Regions from separate parts of the Mus musculus genome. Here all the other regions are linked to region 2. The links are chromatin contacts, called in public Hi-C and promoter capture Hi-C maps. All regions are on one chromosome and are shown on one strand. Each heading gives the region's core, a stretch centred on a gene start, on an enhancer-like site or on the middle of the called end of the contact. The rest is flanking DNA. Distances are from core to core; before and after follow the strand shown. Region 1 holds the start of Atxn7l3b (ataxin 7-like 3B). Region 2 holds the start of Kcnc2 (potassium voltage gated channel, Shaw-related subfamily, member 2). Region 3 has its middle 42 kb from the start of Gm3942.

Region 1 (4,341 bases), core at 1,694-4,193, 660 kb after region 2:
CATTTGAGCTCCCTATCTGAAGGCAAGAGTGAGTGGGCCATGGCCTTTCTCCCTTTCATGTTTCCCAAGTACTTTATATAAGCAGGAATCTCACACTGCTTTTTTGTTTTTCCACAATTCACTGAAGGTTTTTAAAGAACTCATGTAGCAAGGTATCTTTTAAGTATTTTTTAGCTCCTGCCAAGGTTTTACTCACGTTCTCAAAATTCTTGGACTAAGGATCCAAACTGTAACTAGGCCCCAACCCTGAGCTGCAAAACTCTGAGAAGGCAACAACAGACAGTCTCAAGGCTCAAGCACTATAATTGCCTCAACTCTTTGAGTATAATCCAAATTAGTCCACACACTTCAAATAGCTCCTGGGAGAAGGAAGATACATACACAATAGGATTAGAAATGTGGAGCAGAACCAACTCCTTCCTTGTGTATGCCAGCATTCCTGGCTCTGCAGTAAGTCCTAAGAGGCCGTATCCAAGTAGCAATGGGAAGAAAGAACTCATGACAGGCAGGGAGATATACTAGCAAGGCAGCCTTATATAAGAGAAACACTTAGACATGACACTGCCTTGTAAATTTAAAAAAAGGTTGTTTTTTTTTTTTTTTTTTTTTTTTGTTATTTTCCCATTCCAATCCAAACAGAGGGAGCCATGAGAGATTCTCCTCTAAGGCTTCCATAAAAACAGGTAAAACAAAACAACATAAAAATTTAAAGTTAGAAAACGAAAACGACAACAAAAGGAAAAAGGAAACTTGTGTAGGCTTCGGAGGAGCAGCACTGGAAGATGAGCTGAAATTGGTCGAGAGAAAACCTAGTGTGGCAAGCAGCACCTGGAATCATGAGCTGCACCAGAGAGGCAGTGGAGCAGTGACAGGAACATGGCCAAGCCAGACAGATGAGGCTGGACCCTTTACTGGGGCACAGAATGAGGTAAGAAAACATTTCAAATAAAGCAGCACCTTTCTTTTCTGCTCACCTCAGGACTCCCACCCTCCATAACCCCCCATTTTAGGGACTGAAACAGACCAGTTTTGATATGCCACTCACTTCCCCTTTACTTCTAACCCTGCCTCCAACTTTCCATCAAGAAATATACAGCCCCTGCTGGAAGGAGGTTCTGAGGACCAAGTGATGAACTGCTGTTTGTGAGGGCAGAGAAGGTGGAGACAGTCTCAATCAGCACAGCAGAGGTCTGACTGCCCAGTTGATGAAGGAATTCTGCAACCATACCAGGTAAACCAGGCCTGTTTCAGGGCTCTTAGCATTAAACTCATTCACATTATTGAAGGCAGATGGAAAAAAGTTCCCTCCTGGCTCAATTTTTAAACAGCCTCCTGCTCTGCCATGATGTCCTTCTGTAGGTCAGTGGTACCACTGGAGGGCAGCGACCTGTCATAATGATCAAGTCAGACCCATGGGCTGGTTACATCACCAGTAACTCAAAAGTAGGAAAAAACCGTCCCACCAAACTTATGTCCGCAGTATGTAATTCAAGACATGAGTCTTCCAGTTGGACATGATGTGCAGTCGCGGAGGTACACTTCATCCTCATAGCATCAAAAGAAAATCTTCAGCTGTTTGAAAACCACCTTGTCCTTTGCCAAACCTTTGCCACTCAGTAGGATGGAAAGACAGGTCTTCTGATGAGCCAAAGGCAAGGCCTTGTCCCCACAAAATGCTGGACCTTTGGAAAACAGGTGATTTGGAACTTCTTGAAGACAAGGGCACAAGGGCTTCCCATCGAATTCAAACGGGAATATTAATATTTTTAGTATTTAAGTCACATACCTGACTTCTATTTGTATCAAAGAGGCCCAATTGGAGGCTTAGAAATCAGAGGAGCAGTCCACCGAAGCTGACTGATCAGGGCCTGACCATCAACACCATCTAAAACTTCGAAGGAGGCCCATGACATCAGGCAGATGCAGAATCTGAGAAACAAATAGAATTGTATAGGCTGGGTACACAGCTGCTCACCTGTGTACCGAGGACAGTTCAGGGTCCTTGCACATCCACATGTATTTTATACAGCTCAAAATACAGCACGACGCCTCTGGACCTTCTTCTGCCCAGGATTTCAGAGCTGGCATGGGAGACCCTTTCAAATGGACCGGGATTCCTAAATTCTCCTCTTTGGGTGTTTTGTTCGTTTTACGCCTTCTCGGTTTTTTTTTTTTTTGTATTTTAATGCTAAGATCTTGAAGGGGGGTAAATGGGACTTTTGTTTGCTTTTCCTTTATTTGTTGATTTAATTTTTTTTCTCTCCAACTTAGCTTATTCCTCCAAAGCCACGGGGACCAGTCTCTATTATTGTCCTGGTCACTGTGTCGCCCTCTCTCAGGTGGTGACTACTGGAATTCCGGAGGTGAACGCTGCAGCTCCGTCTGGGGCCCGTCCCCGGGATCCCCAGGAAGGGAGCAGAGCGGGAGGCGGCACGCGCCTTTGTCCTCCACTGGCTGGATGCCGAAATCCTTCACGCTCCCAGTGTCTGCAAACTCCAGGTAGAAGTAGCCACACTTGACCGCCCGGTGCACCTCAAAGCAGAAGCCCAGGCAGGAATCCTCTATCAGGTCTACATAGATCTCCTGGGCGATGGCCTCCAGCTTGTTAGTATCCAGGTTGGCCAACGAAATCTCCTCCATCTTAACCGGCAAGCGACCGTGCGGAGGGCGCTGGCTTTACTCACGGCACACTCGGGCTCCGCTAGGCCTGCAAGGCCTCTCCGGGCCTCGTCCTCCGGGACGGCAACGGCGACGACGGCGGCGTCCGCGGCGACAGCAACCGCCGCTCCGGAGCCCCAACGCTCGCTCGGCTGCGACGATCACCCAAGTTCGGGATTCTGAGCTGCACCCGAGCCCGGCTCGCCGCGAAAACCGTCTCGGCGCCTCACCCAGCCGTTCGGGCCTCTTCCTCTCGCTGACAGTCTGGGCCCGCCCCCCCACTTCCGCCCGGTGCTGCGCCTGCGCACTGGCTCCGCGCGGAGGCTGGGCTTGGGCTCGGGCTCTGGCGCAGTTCGCTGGCCTGGGAGCACTGTTGGTCTGTGCGAGCCAGTGGCGACAACTGGCATTCCTGCCTGTGTCTTTTTCTCTCTCCCGGTTCATAAAATGTTATCGACGATGCTATGGTATTTTGTTTAGGGCTTTAAACGTTCACTAATGCGTTCACCTGTGTTTCAATGATTTCTTACGTAAAAGGAGGAATAATAATTACTTGTCCAGTTGTGTAATCAATCGAATAATGATTTCAGGCATGTTTATCCACATACGACTGAAAATTTGACGTACAGGATTGGCTTGCAGTAATTTACAGTACTGCCGCAGTTGTCATTTAAATCCACTAGATGATGCAAGGAAACAAATTGCCCTATAGTTTATCTTTGAGGCTTTCTTTGAATGAAAACAACTAGAATCCTGACACTAAAGGCATAATTCAAATATATTGATCAAATAAACCTAAGGCATTTATCTCACTTATAAGACCATTAAGTCAGCGTGACTGTAAAGAAATGATTATATACGTCTCCAAATGTGCTACAAGATAAAAATGATGTGCGCTTAGTTTGGGGGAGGCAAAGAGGAGGGGGAAGACTTTCCTAAAGTTACACTGCTTTCACTGTGAGAACTGGAACCGTCCCACCAAATCCTCTGCAGCCAGCTCCTAACAACTTTTCTCATTTGACTCAAGCAAGTCCTTATTCTGTCACTGATAAAACACACTACTAACCACAATGGATCAGAAGATGCTAGCTAGCTATTCCTAAAAAGATTAGTTGTGAATTCAAACATAAGGAAATCACTGTATTCTTTCTTTACTTTTTTCTTTCTTGTTCATTATTTGATCCTCCTCTGCAACTGCTCTACTTTTGCAATTTATCAGAAAGAACTGTGGCTAAGGAAAAACTCAAATCCTCCTTTATAGCTTTCTTATGCAAGATTTCCAGATTAGAGAAAAGCATAAGATGATCATATTTTCCTCAGTACAGAATTACCTTACACTGATTGATTTAGAGTGCAAACTATTTGTAAACAACTGTATTTTCTAGTTGTCTATTTAATTAATTTAGATCTCACAAATTGGCAGATACAAATCATTTAGCTTATGCTACTTAATTTTTTTCTGCCCAGAGTTCTTTTTTTTTAATTTAAAAAAAGACAGAACTTTAAAAAAATTGGACTTTTGTATAATCTAGATGTTCTAGATTCAAAAAATTAACGTATTGACACATTGTGGGATCTGGACATACAATAAACCATGTAATGTTTAAGAGTACATGTTACTGAATCAGACTGCCTCCTACAGTAGATGCCTATGCGAATCTTGTATTGGGATCTGTTTTCTTGACA
Region 2 (3,857 bases), core at 358-2,857:
CTGTCACTGATATATAAGATACAAGTTAGCTTTCTATAGTCTTCATTATTATACAATGTGAACATTACTTTTATTAAAACCGAAGGATGGAATTTATGCATTTTACAATTATTGTGCTCTCAGTAAATGTTATCTGTTACTACCAATGCTCAGGTTACCATTATTACTATTGTGAATTTACTTTAAAGCTTATATCATATTCTTTTCTATATTGAACTTATGACATTAAATAAAGGAATAGCTGGGACAATAGAATTCGAATTCATTTGGTAATTTTTTTCCCTAGTCTGGTATTCTTACATCAACTATTAAGTAAAAAACAATGCCCCATAGTTATCCCCACAGGTCAATATGATGGAGGTGATTCATCAATTAAGTTTCTTTTTCCAGTCATGTCAATTTGACAGCTGCAGCCGACTTTGTGGCTAAATAACAGTATTGACAGCAAAATTTGTTTTTTCAAAGATCCCTCCCTCTATTTACATCCTGATGCTTTCCTTACTGGTTGGATGTTGATCCTAACATTGCTCATTGCTCATGGAGTTGTGGAACGGTACACTTCTTTGGCTCTGGCTCCTCCTCCTCCATTCCACCTGTCCCCTCTCTCTGTCTCTCCTTGAAATGTAAACACACACCCACACAGAGAGAGAGAGAGAGGGGGGGAGAGAGAGAGAGAGAGAGAGAGAGAGAGAGAGAGAGAGAGAGAGAGAGAGAGAGAGAGAGAGAGAGAGAGAGAGAACATGCTTTTTTTGGTGATGAGATCTAGTATGAGTTATATCATGTTCTCCCTAAGACAATCTACTGGGGTCCCAATGTCCACTAATTAAAGGGTGATTTTAGTTGGAGACATGGTCTAGAGGTGATCAGGTTAAAATGAGGCCGTTATCAAGGGTTGTTGTATCATGTGGGTGATGTCACGGAGAAGGGAGAATCTGGAGACACACATAACATGTACACAGGAAGAGAGTGGTGTGAGGAGATGCTGGGAGAAACTAGCTACCTTCAAGCTCATGTAGCTGACTGGATCACATTCTATCCTCAGGGCCTACAGAAGGACCAACCCTGAACCCTGAAATTGTAAGATACTCTATTTCTTCTGGGGGGAAAGCCCTGCGGTTGTAAATACTTAATTTTATCAGCGCTAGCAGCACAAACAAGGCCCAGATAGACAGTAGAGTTAACTGGGACTTGGCTGATGAGAGCACTGCTTTGTTGCTTGGTTATTTCAGACAAAGGAAGCTGAAGTTTTACTTTTTGGAGCATTATGTTCCTGGGATAAACTTTTAGAAACTTGTTTTGTTTTACATAACCGTGAGGTGGTGGCTGGAGACCTACATTTGAGTGAAGAGAGAAAGTAGAGCCCTGTAGAAGACACAAGAAACAAGATCCCTGTCACCTGTAAGCAGACTTCTCCTGTCAGCTGTCATTAAGGAAAAGATACAATTGGCTTTAGATTCTCTCTCTCTCTCTCTCTCTCTCTCTTGTTGGGAGGGGTGGGGCAGTGAGGAGACAGGGTCTGGAGATCTGTGCTTAAAGAGTGCAGGTAGGGCTCCAGAGAGGGCGGAGGACGGTGCTGCTTATCCTAGATTCCCCAGACCCACCCACCCACTGTAGCTGTGTGCTCAGGCAAGCGGTGGTGAAGAACAGCTCTAGCAGAGGACGCTTTCGGGCGGGGGTGGGGGGAGCACCAAATCTGTGGATCCAAATCTAAGCTGAGAGCCTTCACTTTCCACTGGGTGAGCCCCCCTGTCCTTCGGTCAGCCTCCGCTCCAGACACAGCCAGCCGACCCGAAGGTCTGCGGCGGGGTCGGGCTGTGCCAGCTGGACCCGCCCCGAGCTCCATGGTTCGCCCAGCCCCGCGCGATGGTGACTCTGGGTGCGGAGGGTGGCTATGGGAGAGCCAGCAGATCGCAGCAGCGTGAAGGCAGGGAGCGCGGCGGGCGGCAGGCGGGGACTGTCTCCCCGACCTCAGCACCCAGAGAAGCGGATCAACCACCTGAACCCCGAAAAAACGCCAACAAGTAGTTTCTCCTTTGAGGAGGGCGGCTCAGCTGGTCGCAGAGACTCTGTCCGACTGCAGGAAGAACCTCGTCCACAGGGAGACCCAAGCAGATCCACTTTACTCCCGGTCTCCTTAAGGTATCCGGGGACTAGGAGGGGAGAAAAGGAAGGGCAGCGCAGGCGGGCATCCCCCTGCCTAGCTTTAAGAGCTTGGCTGTGGAGCCCCTGGGGAGAAGCTGGAAACAGGCGGTCTAGCTCAGCGACCCAGGGGGTGTGCCTCCCTCAGCTTCTCCTGGGCCTCGCCCCTCCTCGAAAGCAACCCCCCACTCTCCACCCCAAGATGTTTGTTTTTCTTGGGAAGGGGGAGGGGTGGCAGAGACTGCTCACTTTTGTCCTCAAAGATGGATCCTAGTTAGCCGTTTCCTTTCCCAAGTAATAATAACATTTAGCAACAAACGGCAACAGTAATGTGAAAAGGAAATTGGATGAGGAAATTAGTCAGAGGTCTCCTTGGTGAAAGGCGGTAGCGAGGACGTTTGTTGTTGTTATTGTTGTTCTGACTTCTGGGTTCAGTCTTCTGCCTGGTAGGTGAGGGAGAGAAGTGAACTGAGAACAGAGCGGGCAAAGGGCACTCCCCTAGTGCTGGGGGTGGTGGTGGCGGTGGGGAGAGCTGTCTTAAGGTTGGACCAGGGTATGCAGGCAGCTGGGGCACTCCTGGCCTCCTCCCACTCAACACTGCTAAGTTGCCTCAGCAAATGTAACTCCCTCATGGGGGAATTGCATTAAGAACAGGGGAGGGGCTGAGCGAGAGAGAGAGAGGGATGGGATAGTGGGTAAGGGGTCTAGTTAGGGAGGAGCGCTTGGAGCAAAGGCGGGTAGAAAAAAAGGCTGGGGACTGAACGGTGGGGATTTAGGGAAAGGAAAGAGGGGCTTGGGGACTTAAAGCAGGTTGGATGTGACAGGGATAGAGGGGAGGCATGGTGGAGGGCAAGAAGGAAAGAGAGGTCAGAGCCAAGGGTGGACTGTGTGCCGCAAGAGAAAAAGGTTTCCTGGAAGGTCAAGGAAGACTCAACTGTTCTTCGTTCTCTGGGAACCTGGGCCAGGGATGCGAGAGGCGGGGACAGGACTTGGGCACCAAGCTCCTCCTGGGAGGGTCCTTTCCACTTGCCAGCTCTGCAGTTTGGCACTCTTGGGTTGAGGTAGGGGGTAGGGTGGGGTCCTGATGAGTCTCTGACCCACGAGAGCTTTAACTTGGTGCTGTGTTCGCCTCCCCTAGTCATGTCTGAGCCACAGAGATGGGCAAGATCGAGAGCAACGAGAGGGTGATCCTCAATGTCGGGGGTACCAGGCACGAAACCTACCGCAGCACCCTCAAGACCCTGCCTGGAACTCGCCTGGCCCTTCTTGCCTCCTCTGAACCTCAGGGCGACTGCCTGACTGCGGCCGGGGACAAGCTGCAACCGCTGCCCCCTCCGCTGTCTCCGCCGCCACGACCGCCTCCCTTGTCCCCTGTCCCCAGCGGCTGCTTCGAGGGCGGCGCAGGCAACTGCAGTTCGCACGGTGGCAACGGCGGCAACGGCGGCAGCGACCACCCTGGGGGAGGCCGCGAATTCTTCTTCGATCGCCACCCAGGAGTATTCGCCTATGTGCTCAATTACTACCGCACGGGCAAGCTGCACTGCCCCGCCGACGTGTGCGGGCCGCTCTTCGAGGAAGAGCTGGCTTTCTGGGGCATCGATGAGACCGACGTGGAGCCCTGCTGCTGGATGACCTACAGGCAGCACCGGGACGCGGAGGAGGCCCTGGACATCTTTGAGACACCCGACCTCATCGGGGGCGACCCTGGTGATGATGAG
Region 3 (3,982 bases), core at 962-3,461, 530 kb after region 2:
TGTCCCTCTGACTTTCTCCCCCTGTGTCTCTGCCTCAAGAAATTTTCAAGATTAAAATTGAACTATAATCCATATACACTGAAGACTAGATTACAATATATTAATACTAAACTCTTTACTTTAATAGTTATGCTGTGGTTTCTTAGAACATACAGATGGAAGTTTTGTGTGGCCAAGTATCATGATCATTATAATTTAGTATTGAAAGATTCAAAAGCATACGTATAGAGATGGGGGGGGGGGAGGAGGGAAGTGTGTTTAAATGTTTTTAGAAAATAATTATTGGTGGCTGGAGAGATGACTCAGTGGTTAAGAGCACTGTCTGTTCTTCCAGTTTTGGGGTCCAGCCTCTACACAGGATCAGAGTTCTCAACTGGAAGCAGGGATATCTGTAGCCGCCAGCAGCCACAGGTTACTGGGTTCCTGGAAGGAAAGATGGAGATGGAGAAGGCTTCGAGAGAAATAAGGAGCCAAGACAAAAGTTCTAATCAAGGCCAATGTTTATTTATGAGTCTGAGCTTATAAAGGGGGGGGGGCATCCCCCACCACCCAGAATCTCTTTGCTTTGTCAGTATAGTGTCAGGAAAACAGGTTCAGTCACTCAGCAGGTAATGGTGTCTTGGAGGAAACCGCAGCTGTGGCAGACAAAAGATTTTACCTGGGTCAGAAGACTCCACCCTAGGTGGGCTAGCCCTGCTGTGGCAGACCAGGTCAGAGCAGCCTGCTCAAGGCTGGGAGGAGGGCACAGATATCTGCAAGGTGCATAATAAATATAGACAGACTCCTTTTTTGGGTACAAGCTGACAGGCAATTTTTTCAAGGCTTAGAGTTTTTTTCTCTCCTCACTCTCTGCTCTCTTTCTCTCTGGCTTGCTCACGGCTTGGGGCTGCACACACTCTGCATTCTCCTTCATACTCTGCTTTTCTTGAACTCCAACCTCATACACACCTTTGTGAGTTCCCCTTTCACTCTCACACACATCTCACACACATACCACACGCACTCTCTTTTCACTCACACACACACATACACACACTCTCCAAACACACCTCATGTTCTCTCCTCACTAACTCTTCATATTCTCCCCTCACTAACTCTTCCATTCTTCCCTCACTCACTCTTCACATTCCCTCCTCACCCATTCCTCACATTCTCCCCTCATTCACTCTTCAAATGCTCTTCTCATGCTCTCCTCCCCATTTGGTCTCTAACTCGCTCTACAATGCTTGCTACTTGCTCTCTTGCCTTTCTCTTACCCCAGTCTTTTATTGATACTCCAAGAGCAGGTTAAAAAAAAAAAAAGATATTGTATAACCATTGCCAAATCAAATTCAAAAGAATAACCATGTCCCACAAAGAATCAAGAATTACAGTTGTTCCCCAAATTTTCAAGCTTTCCTATTCCCAGGCCTGTAGCCAAAATAATAGTAATTGCAAACTTATCATTATTTAAACGTTAACTTTTAACTTATTATACTTCAGAGCTCAGAGCTCCGAGGTCAGCTACTTTCATTTTCCTGTGGAGATCTAAGGATAAATGGCATGGGCAAAGCTGCCAGGCAGTGGCCAGAAAAAACTCAAGTTCACCCTGAATTCAGCAGTTCCGCTAGCTTTCTGCTTCTGCACATTGTACACAATGACTCTCCTAAAAGTCCCAGTGTTTTGACTTAGTTTTGCTAATATCTAATTTTATGCATTCTATACTTGCTTACCCAGGAACCAGTCTCAACAGTTACGTAAAACTTATTTTATAACTTTAATAATTTTTTTTTCTCGGGGCCCCAATGTTGGCTCTAATTCATTTTCTAATAATTTCATCAAACTTTCTTTGCAAGTCAAACATAAGTCTGGGACTACCATTGTGCAGTTATTGCATTGTTTCCAAGATGAGAACACACAGCATACACCTGGGCCATTAGGACTGTGCTGTGCTGTGCCCCAATGCCTCAATTCTTAATTGTTTAAGAACCATTACATCAAGGAACATCTAGTTTCAAGGAATTCACCAGAGCAGAAGGAGAAAGAAATAAGAAAGTCAGATATAATAGAATAATTATGCACACCAAGGCCAACTGAAAAGCAGTCATGCACAAATGAAATCTATCCAGGGCTAAGGTTAGGAGAAATGGGAGCAACTGTTTCTCACAAAGAACTGCCTGGGCTTCTGAGATGTCTCCATCCTGGCCTTCTGCAGGCAGTCCCTTTCACTGTATGCTGTCCCCAGCATTCCTGAGGTTCTAAGTTCAATTCCTAGCAACCACATGGTAGCTCACAACCACAGCAATAGGATCTGATGCCCTCTTCTGGTGTGTCTGAGGATAGTGACAGTGTACTCACATACATAAAATAAATGAAATCTTTAAAAACCAAGAAAGGAATTATTGAATCAGCATAATATATTATAATATCGTATAGTATATAAATTAAATATTATATTACATTACATATTATAATATGAGATATATACTATAATAGATAATATAATATATGAGATATATAATATAATACATGTATAATATATATGAGTTCTTTGTATTATTCTCACAACTTTTTGTAAGTGTTAAATTATATCAAAACATAAAATAAAAATTTAAAGCTTGACAGAGGAGTGTGTGTGTTTAACCTTCATTTACAATTCAGTGTGACTTCACTGTCTAAGCCTTCTAATTATTCACCCAAGAACTGAGTTTGGTAAGTAAATAGAAGGCAGAGGACTAATTTGTTGAACAGAGAAAAGGCACTTGTCAGGAGGCTGTAAAGCCACTTTAAAACGGATCTGTTATTTAAATGACCTATTAAGGATGATGAATAAAGGTGTCACTTAAAGAAAGGTCACTCTGTCCTTTGGAAAAAGCTGAAGGAGGAGTTATCAGGATGAAATGAAAGAGTGGGAGACTAACAGAGAAAAATGTTGATGATCTCATTTCCTAAGGTTCAGATATGCACACAGATACGGTCAGAATGAGATAAAGATAACAAAATTCCAAGGAAATCATAAAACTAGCTCTGAAGAGCAGATGGCAAGCAATGTCTAGGGCTCCAGACCAACTTTTACTCAAAGTATTAAAAATCAAGAGGTTAAGAGTTAAGACATTGAGATGGCTCAGCTGGTAAGAGCACTGACTACTCTTCCGAAGGTCCTGAGTTCAAATCCCAGAAACCACATGGTAACTCACAACCATCTGTAATGCTATCTGACACCCTCCTTTTGGGTGTCTGAAGACAGCTACAGTGTACTTATGTATGATAATAAATAAATCTTGGGGCCAGAGCAAGCAGAGACTGAGCCAGCAGGGCTGACTAGAGCAAGCAGAAGTCCTAACATTCAATTCTCAACAACCATATGAGGGCTCATCTGTACAGCTACAGTGTGCTCACATACATAAAATAAATCTTTAAAAAAAAAGTTAAGAAGTTTAGAAAGTTGTATAGGTAAGGTCAGGAGGTGGTATGTTATGGGTAGGACAATACATTTGACACAGAGCTCATGTAAGGGCATATATCTGTGACTGCATTTCTCGGGAGGCTGAAATATGTGAATCGAGAGTTCAAGGCTAACTTGGGCTACACAAGAGGAGGGTATTTAAAATAACTATATAACATGTACAAAATCACAATGGGAGTGCTATAATAATAAAAGTGATCATGGTATATTAATATGTGTTTCATTAGAATTCTATTAAAGAACATTTTGTGGACTTAATAACACTCCATTTTTATATATTCAAAATGCTTGCAAAAAGAATGATATAAATAACAATAGAAACAAAATGAATGAAAAAATAAGGTCAAATGTGATATTCCAGATTCTGGTTCAATTAAGGTGACTAACAAAAGTAGCTTGTGAACATACATGTATGGTAAAATATATTCAATTTGTCATATATTATAAATTTAAAAAATTATGCAATACTCACAATTAAGAAAATCTTATTGTTTTCATAATGTTGAATTGTTTTAAATGAAGCCTAGATATCTGGCA

The links. Promoter capture Hi-C pulls out the DNA fragments that hold promoters and counts their contacts. A called contact is a pair of places that touch in the nucleus more often than the background predicts.
Region 1: a Hi-C map of cerebral cortex shows a contact between it and region 2, with 1.8 times the contacts expected there. The contact joins the promoter of Atxn7l3b here to the promoter of Kcnc2 in region 2. A contact is called at or near these places in 1 of 484 Hi-C or Micro-C datasets (cerebral cortex) and 1 of 115 datasets of contacts at active chromatin or transcription factors (astrocytes).
Region 3: a promoter capture Hi-C map of neural stem cells shows a contact between it and region 2. The contact joins the enhancer-like site here to the promoter of Kcnc2 in region 2. A contact is called at or near these places in 5 of 39 promoter capture datasets (the 3T3-L1 cell line, cranial neural crest, embryonic stem cells and 1 more), 5 of 484 Hi-C or Micro-C datasets (all in embryonic stem cells), 13 of 115 datasets of contacts at active chromatin or transcription factors (SST interneurons, VIP interneurons, embryonic forebrain and 6 more) and 1 of 9 other capture datasets (embryonic stem cells).

What each region holds. Positions count from the first base shown.
Region 1 is chr10:112,926,083-112,930,423 of GRCm38.p6, forward strand. It overlaps Atxn7l3b (ataxin 7-like 3B), which reads right to left and starts at 2,944. Exons shown (of 1, transcript NM_001033474.2): 1 at 1-2,944. The coding sequence starts at 2,640. The coding sequence ends at 2,347.
Region 2 is chr10:112,268,410-112,272,266 of GRCm38.p6, forward strand. It overlaps Kcnc2 (potassium voltage gated channel, Shaw-related subfamily, member 2), which reads left to right and starts at 1,608. Exons shown (of 5, transcript NM_001379643.1): 1 at 1,608-2,139; 2 at 3,278-3,857. The coding sequence starts at 3,297.
Region 3 is chr10:112,793,445-112,797,426 of GRCm38.p6, forward strand. No RefSeq gene overlaps it. Among named protein-coding and RNA genes, the nearest start is that of Gm3942, 42 kb to the right of the region's middle. Within about 2 kb of position 2,212, at least 7 of the 459 cell types and tissues checked have an H3K27ac peak or open chromatin away from gene starts, as enhancers often do. A contact at or near this core is called in neural stem cells, where this site is marked.